Linked DNA regions of Cyprinus carpio: region 2 is linked to region 1. Evidence: chromatin contacts called from public Hi-C data. All regions are on one chromosome and are shown on one strand. The core of a region is the stretch at or near the end of the contact, and the rest is flanking DNA. Distances in the headings are between cores, read along the strand shown. Region 1 holds the start of LOC109045386 (Krueppel-like factor 8). Region 2 overlaps LOC109045386 (Krueppel-like factor 8).

What was found. Hi-C and Micro-C count contacts between places; a contact is called where the count stands out from the background.
Region 2: a contact with region 1 is called in a Hi-C map of skeletal muscle, with 4 times the contacts expected there. The contact joins the enhancer-like site here to the promoter of LOC109045386 in region 1. A contact is called at or near these places in 4 of 8 Hi-C or Micro-C datasets (liver and skeletal muscle).

The regions. Positions count from the first base shown.
Region 1 is chrB21:16,210,935-16,215,132 of ASM1834038v1, reverse strand. LOC109045386 (Krueppel-like factor 8) reads right to left here and starts at 2,084. Exons shown (of 6, transcript XM_042748131.1): 1 at 1,736-2,084. The coding sequence starts at 1,762.
Region 2 is chrB21:16,247,718-16,251,915 of ASM1834038v1, reverse strand. It overlaps LOC109045386 (Krueppel-like factor 8), which reads right to left. Exons shown (of 6, transcript XM_042748131.1): 4 at 2,509-2,620; 5 at 484-626; 6 at 1-85. Among protein-coding and RNA genes, the nearest start is that of LOC109045387, 19 kb to the left of the region's middle. Within about 2 kb of position 1,920, at least 2 of the 8 cell types and tissues checked have an H3K27ac peak or open chromatin away from gene starts, as enhancers often do. A contact at or near this core is called in skeletal muscle, where this site is marked.

The DNA.
Region 1 (4,198 bases), core at 835-3,334:
TTGATCAAAGTTTGTCCATAGATGTTAATGATTACCAGCTGTCTGGCACACCCAGAGCACTCTCTGCTCCTCCAATGATAATGCCTCAGTCCACTCACCTCCCTGACTCCGTCAATAACAACTCATGCAGGAGACTCTGCTCCCAAGAATGAGTTCAGTTGCAGAATATGCCATATTAAAGGTGTATTAATGTACAATTACATTAATTAGGTCTAACAGGTAGCTCTACAGAGGTAGAGTAGACTAAAAGATGCAACAGACCTCAGTCAAGTTAGATGGCACATTGAATTTAATGCGGGTGAAATGAGGTAGTATGCTTCATCAGCTAAACAATCAGTATAGTGTTTGAAAACAGTACAGTCCTTAGAATGCACTCTACGTCTATCCCTTTCTGCCTTGTGTTCATTTCTGTCAGAAATTAAATATGGAGCTAGCCTGATTAAGGTATATATCTTAAAAATGCCTCTTTGTAGGGATGGATCAAAATGCCAAGATATTTGGGCATTTTAATGTCTATCTGCTAAACATCTAAATATTACACAATTTTGAAAATGTATTAAACAATTAATTAGAATTATTCTTACTTCTTTGTAGTAATGGATCAATATATCAGGCAGGCCAATTATTTGCAATTAATTGCCAATTAATAACTATTTGGCTAATATTGTGATGATAGTATACAATATCCATAATTAAATATAAAAATGACAAATATATATAATCTGTCATCTAATTTAAAAAAAAAAAAATCCAAATACACACTTCTTCTGATTGGCCAATCACTGCATTCTGCTGTCAAATGTTTCTGAATAATGACTGTTGTCTGGGCCGTTGTCGTATAACTGACCGTTCATTCTGTAAATCATTCTGAAATGCAACCAACCGACAAAACAAATCACAAAATAACCCCTTCTGATCGAAGACCCCTTTGCTATATGCTGGGTTCACACTGAACATCCTTTTAGGTCTTATTTTGTGACAGTGACAAGCTGACCATACATATACACATGCAGCTATCTCTCGATATCAGTGTAACCCATTTAAAAGTTCTAGTGCATACTTCTGTGCAGCAAAAACCAACAGTTTCAAATACACTACAAATGTGACCCTCTCCTTACTTGGCATCATGGGATGTTCATGACAGTTTTCAGTAGCCTACAGTCCTTAACAAGCTGCAGTCTCATGTTAAACAATGCACTGCAGACAACACGTTGATATTTATCCCTTAACAACTGAAAGATGATGACAAAAGGCAACAGCGTACAGCATCACTGGGCAGCAACAACATAAGAGACTTTCTTCATCCCATGCAAATGCAAGGCTGCTGTCCCTTTAAGAAAGCAAATAAGATGGTGTCTCTCCAGCGAGCTGCATTCGGCGCGCTTCCTTCCTGCCTTCGCCGCTTTAAAACAGCACTGCAGATAAGCGACGGCTCTGACAGATGTGCCACACACCGAGTTTGTTGCACAAGTATTTCAAATGCACCAGCGCTATCGTTAGGAGGCTTTCGGATAAGCACGAGCTCAGAGCCGCATGCACGAGTGAAGTAATCACCCAGCAGCTCACATATTATCGGCTCATTACGGTTAACGGCGAGCAAACCGAAACCGGGTGATTGCTCATAGATGAGGAACTCAGGCAGAGTCCTGCAGAATGGAAATCGGACAGCGACAGCCGTCAAAAGCAACCGGCTGCGTTGCCAAATGAGTCGATAGCGAACGATAAACGGACTTACTTTTTTGTTCCGAGTCTCCGTGTGCATCTCGGTATCTAAGCGGCGGTGAAGGGGTGGAGTGGAGGGGGTCGATCGGATCGGGCGGGGTGATATTTGAATAACAGTGAGCTCGATGGCAGTTTTCCCACCTCAGTATTAGAGGAGAAAGGTGCGCTCGTTGCCTCGGCGGATCACAGAAATCATATCCCCGGCGTCGAGAAATAAACCCTCTTTTCCGTCGCCCCGGTCGTCTTTCAGTGTGTGTTTGTTGCCGTGTTTCAGGGTTGGGCTCGAGCTGTGAGTCTCTCCTCCGCCTCTCCCTGCTGCTGACCCCACCCTGCGTCCCCACCCCTTCAGTGTGTCAATCACAGCCTGTGTGTGTGTGTGCAGCCCAAACCAGCAGCGGCGCCCAACGCGCCACCGCGATAATACAACCTCAGAATCATCATCGCAGTCCTTGTCGCCTAACCATAATGACGTCAGGTTGCACCGGATGTTGAGAGCTGAACTATTGTGGTCTTTTTGCATGAGTTAGAGATGATGCCCCATATGTGCATTCATCTTTTGCCTTGCCTTTTTTGCTAGTAACTGAGAATGGAAGGTTACATAGCTATAGTTTGGAGACAAAAATGCCCATAAAAGAAGCGAAAGCATACAAAAACTTTATTATGGGCCCCATTAGTGTTTTTTTTTTTAATTATTTTTTAGTCTAAAATGCAGAACCTTTAATATAATTAGCTGCATAAAGACAAAAGTCTATAGCAAGAGTTTTCAAACTGGGGTCCAGAAGGACACTAAGGGATCTATGAAAAATAAACATAAGAAATTAACACTCACCGGACTTGATGTGGTTACAGTTTCATTCTGCATCTGTGGAAATGAGGAGATTAACACTGATTATTTGATTTAAGTTAAACTAGTGCTGTCAAACGATTAATCGCGATTAATCGCATCCAAAATAAAAGTTTTTGTTTATATATGTATGTGTACTGTGTATATTTATTATGTAGCTACTGTATATATAAACACACACATGCATGTATATATTTAAGAAAAATATGTTTTGTTTATATATGACATATTTATATTTATATATAATAAAATTATATAGGAATATATATATATATATATATATATATATATATATATATATATATATATATATATATATATAAATGTTGGTAAAATTTATACATGTGTGTTTGTGTATTTATATATACATAATAAATATACACAGTACACACACATATATTATATAAACAAAAACTTTTATTTTGGATGCGATTAATCTCATTTAATCGTTTGACAGCACTAAGTTAAACCTAAAACCTTAAAATAAAGTTAACCTAAAACCAAATAATAAAGATCACTTCTTTGACTTTAAGTTACAATAGTCATGATTTTATTAAAATATATATATATATTTTTTGGAACAATGTCATATAAATATTATACTAGTATCACAATATTAATGAGTCCCTTGCAAAAGGATCACTATTTGAGGGTTTTTTGCATAAAAAACATGTTCATGCCCCTGCATTTTAAAAATGTGCTTTGATCCATTTTCCTCCTTTATATTTCCCCTCATGATTGAAAGTTATTGTATATAATTATCAATAATAATCGGGTCTTGATGAATAACATTTCTTTGGAGAGGACTGATATGTCTTTTCCCCAGTTTTCAACTACATTTCCCATAATCCTTTCAAACTACACTTCCTATGATAACCGGAAGCCTCCGCACAACGGGAAACATGAAGCGGTAAGGGACAAATCTGTTATAAGAGACCGTTCAAAGAGTTTTTATCAAATTACTACATGCTGCAGGTTGGGTGTCGGGTCATATAATAGTCGGCACCGCACCATCCTTTCAGCTTCTTTGCGAAGCCCGCTATGAAATGTGCAGAACAAACCAGCAGGTTCAGACTGTAACGTTTAGGGACTTCTTTACAAACACACAGACACTTTAGCCAAAGTGTTATTCATTGATTACTCGTTTCTAATATTGGGATAATGTAATGCAGGGATGCAGACGTTATTCTACAGCCGGGAATAGCACAATGTTTCATGAATTTCTCCCACAAATAGGCTACATGCCAGCTGACTTATTTTTCGTTTCCTTGAGGAAGAATAAGGGAAGGATCGATATATCGACACGGACGCGAGTATCGAAAGTATCGATACCCAAACAAAAATATCGATACTAACGTCTGCTTTATTTAGGCCTACCTGTGATTTTATTTAGAAAAAAAAGAATATCTTTAAAATATGCATTGGATTGGACGAATAACCCCTGTAATTAGCGAATAATTGTGTAGGATAGATTCCTGCTCATCTGAACACACACAAATGTTGTTAGACAGAACCAATCCATCACAGAGAGCGTTCACTCACTTCTGACAGTGCATTAAATTCATTTAGTGATGGGTCGTTCTTGAATGATTCGTTCATTTTGAACGAATCTTTAATGTGACTCGGGACAAA
Region 2 (4,198 bases), core at 671-3,170, 37 kb before region 1:
TGCTTGCGAAAGTGCCGCGTCAGCTCATCCGAGCGGGCAAAGCGCCAGGTACAGCCCTCCCATGTGCACTGGTATGGCTTTTCACCTGTCAATCAACATATACATTTTATATTTACTCACATTAATTTGAGCTGGATGATGTCAGCACTGTTTTCTCCAGTGGTGCTTTATAGATGAATTAAACTCATTCCATTAACAATGGAATTTACACAGTTACTGAACTTACTGGATCAACAACAGATTTCAACTCAATAATGACTGTTTACTATTATCTTTTTAGTGCTTCTTTACAGCAGAACTGAATTCTGTTTCATCACTGAATCACTATTCTCTAGTTTATCACTGTAAAGCTGCCTTGAAACTATCTGTATTGTACAGTACTAAAGCACTATATAAAGAGATTTTAATCTCAATGTGACTTCCTGGCTAAATAAAGGTAAATAAAGCTGACGTGACTTTACAAATACAAGGAAAAAGGTATACCTGTGTGTATTCTGCGATGGGCTTTTAGATGCGAGCTCTTGGTGTAGACTTTGTTGCAGCCGTCATAATCGCACATGTGTACACGCCTTCTCTTCATGTCTGGTGAGTCAGGGTCAACTTGGATGTCCACATCTGTATTCATACTGAGAACAAAACACGTTTTATTTATTAGGGTGTGGCGACTAGTTCAAATCATACGTAAACCTATCGGACAATCTAAAGATTAAGGGAGCATTTGTGCATGTGAAGGCAGGTACAAACATCTTCACGAGTAAAATTGATTAATCTAGCAAACATCCTTGGGATTACAGTGATCAAACTAGACGTTACAATAAAAGCATACAATGAAAACTTGTAATGCGAAACTCTTAAAGGTGAAGCGTGGCATTTCTGCACCACTAATGGCACCAAACACGAAAACTGTTTGAATCTGGAGGTTGGAAGTGTTGCTGCACAGTGATACCAATAAGTTTTCAAATGAATCAACCTTTCTTGGATGTTCCATTTACTAGCCTACATGACCTTACATTTTTTTCATTTATGTAACATTTTAAGGTACATTGTCATTGACAATAATAAAAAAAGCACAAATGCCAATAAAAAGATTTTTAAAAAACTGTTTACAATTAAAAAAAAAAAAGTTTTTTCTATTTTGGTACTTGAACTACATATAATTTTAAAATGTTAATGTTGTGTTCATTAAGTAAAATACAGCAAGTAGTCACTGTCTTAATTTCTTTATTATTAATGAGTGCTGATTTAGCAGTAAAAAAAAACTGTATAATTTGCAACCAATTTATATCGATATCAGTTCTATTTCATGGGGTGTAAAAAAAAAGATTACCTTTTTACAATTTTTTGCGCAAATGCAAAAATACAACAAATATTAAAAAAAAATATATATATATATATATATATATATATATATATATACATACACACACACACACACACACACATAAAAAAAATTAAAATGTTTAGTTATATCGCCATGCCCCGAGAAACCTGTTTGGAAACGACCATTATTTTATTTGCAATTCAGTTTAAATTACACATTGCTTATCATACATTTGACTTATTTTTACTATGTTACATAAAAAGCTATGGCATTTATTTATTTTAGTGTGCAGGATGCCAGATAGCAAAACTGACACCTGTTTTAAAAACCTTACTGATTTTAAATGATAAAACCAATTAAATTAAATATGAGCCTCTTATTACTATACATATAATAATCTTGCAGTGTAAAAACGCTACTTAAAATGATTCTGGGACAGAAGTATGAGTAATATATAGCACCATGACAGGACCCCTGGTGTAACCATCCTAACTGGCCACCAGGGAGGGCTGAAGAGCAGGCATGTATGTGTGTGTCTCTAAATTCCATACAGCTGGAGAGTTTCCAGTTCAATGCTGATCTCTCTCCCTTTCCCTTCCCGCTCCAATCCCCCCCCTCCCCTTGCAATGTTTTTTTCAGTCTGTGTCTCTCTCCCCTCCTTTCCTTCCTCTCTCTTTCTCTTTCTCAGTCTCTTCCTTTCCCCTCCCTGGCTGCAAACCAGTTCACTCCCTTTCCCCTCTTTCTCCCAACTCCTTTCCATCGAATTTTCTCTCTCCAAGCAATCATCTAACCGCATGTCCGAACAATTATGCACACACCGGCAAAAGACCTTCTTGTTCTCCATCCTACCCCATCACCCTGCCACTTCTATCTGTCCTTCTTTGCATTTTACTTCAGCTTTCAAAGGTGTGACGACATTGCAAGTTATGTAACATTGTTTACACCCAGTTTAGAGAGAACCCTGCCCAGCAACACACACTCACACACACCCAACAGAAGAGGATGCATCCAGCTTATAATCAACGCTAAAAGAGCCATGGGCCTCCAGTGTGCTGAAGGTTACATAATCGTCCAGAGGAGTGGTGCAGTGATGCCATTAGACCAGGAGGTCAAACGCTCTGCCACATACATATCCCAACAATGACATGTACAGATGTATCTGGATATGCAGACACACTCTCTCTCACCTGGGTTCCATCCCTTGTGTGCTGAAAGAGGCCGATCCAGACTCTGTGCCGCTCTCAGCATCACTTTCAGACTGATACTCGACTGGAGAGGTTGAGCCTGGCTTTATACGCACTGAAAAAGAAAAAAATAAATTATCAACTGAAATATTAACATGAATTTCAGCTTTTTAAATATGCCATCCTTCATTTCTATTAATATTATTATTATTATTTGAATTAGTTTTTTATATTTTCTGTTTTTCAAAGTATTTTTAAAGTCACGTATTTTTGTCTTTTATCAGTTTTTTAAACTGCTTTTGAATTTTTTATATAGCTTTTAGTAATTTCAGTTTTAGTTACTTTAGAACATTAAGTTATCAACTAAATGAAAATGAGAAATGCTACCTTTGCATCTAGCTCACATAAAATAAGAGTTATTCTATATTTATTTATTTACATTTTTTTTTTCAAATAGCTATTTTTTTCTGGTTTTAAATCAAGTTAACTATATATATATATATATATATATATATATATATATATATATATATATATATATATATATATTAACTAACAAGATCATTTCTGTAAAATACATAATATGCAAAATCTAACCATGTTGTAACAAGAAGAACATGTTAGTAATACTATTTTAAGTGTAAGTCCCACCATATAACACAGTAAGTTATAAGCTGTATGCAAAAGAGTCATTAGTTTGGCAATCGGTTGGACAATACTGGTCACACTGTATTGTTTTGATCCAATAAAAGAATCATTTTGTTTGGAAATTGGATTCAATAGTGCTGTGGTGCCACTAGAGCAATTTTGTATGCATGCAAAAATGCACATCATTAAAAGAGCTGACTTATATTTTTGGTTCCAATACTGTTTTTATTAAATGGTAGTGGTTTTAAATAAAAATAAGCGCTTACTTTTAAGAGCTGATCTTATTTTTTAAGAGCAGACCCTACCAATGAGCATTTTTTGTTAAATATCATTTATACAAAGGATTTCACATTTGCAGGTTGAAATTTGTTTATCCAGATCTGTGGTCTCATACTTTAGCAGCCCACTGTATATATTGTTCTGTTCATATGTTATGATTGTTTAAAAAGCTTCACGCTGAAATAAGGTGTAAGCAGAGCACTGGGTCCATTTCTCAAACAAGCCAATAAATCAAATACAGAAAGGCCTTCCTGCCTAAAGTTTAATTCAAACAACATCACTTCCAGGACATAATATGATTCAGACCATTATTATAAATTTGCGAGAAGTCTTTTGTGTTTGTTGGCATCCAGACAGTTCACAAGTCCACAGGACAAAGAAAAAGAGAGAGAAAAATATCACAAGTTAAATACATGTTCCATATTGACACAGGGTGTGGATAGTTAAGTACTGGCCTGAGATCTCTGGACGTGACCTTTAACCAGATGATTTGTAGAAGCCCCAGAGTATTCAAAGATTACCTTCTAAATGAAGGGGGAAGGGTGCTGCCTATTCATTAATTCTCTTCTCCCCAAACCAAACTGCCCCATATTACTCAAAAAAAAACATATACAGAGATCCTTCTTCACAAACAACCTCACACTAGAGACAATTTGGGGTGCTATGGGCCTGTTCAATAAAGCACACTGCGTCCTCCACCTTAGTAGTTTTCCCATAAAATGAGTCCAAAAGAAACTGATCTACTTTACTGTCTCTTTGAAGATGG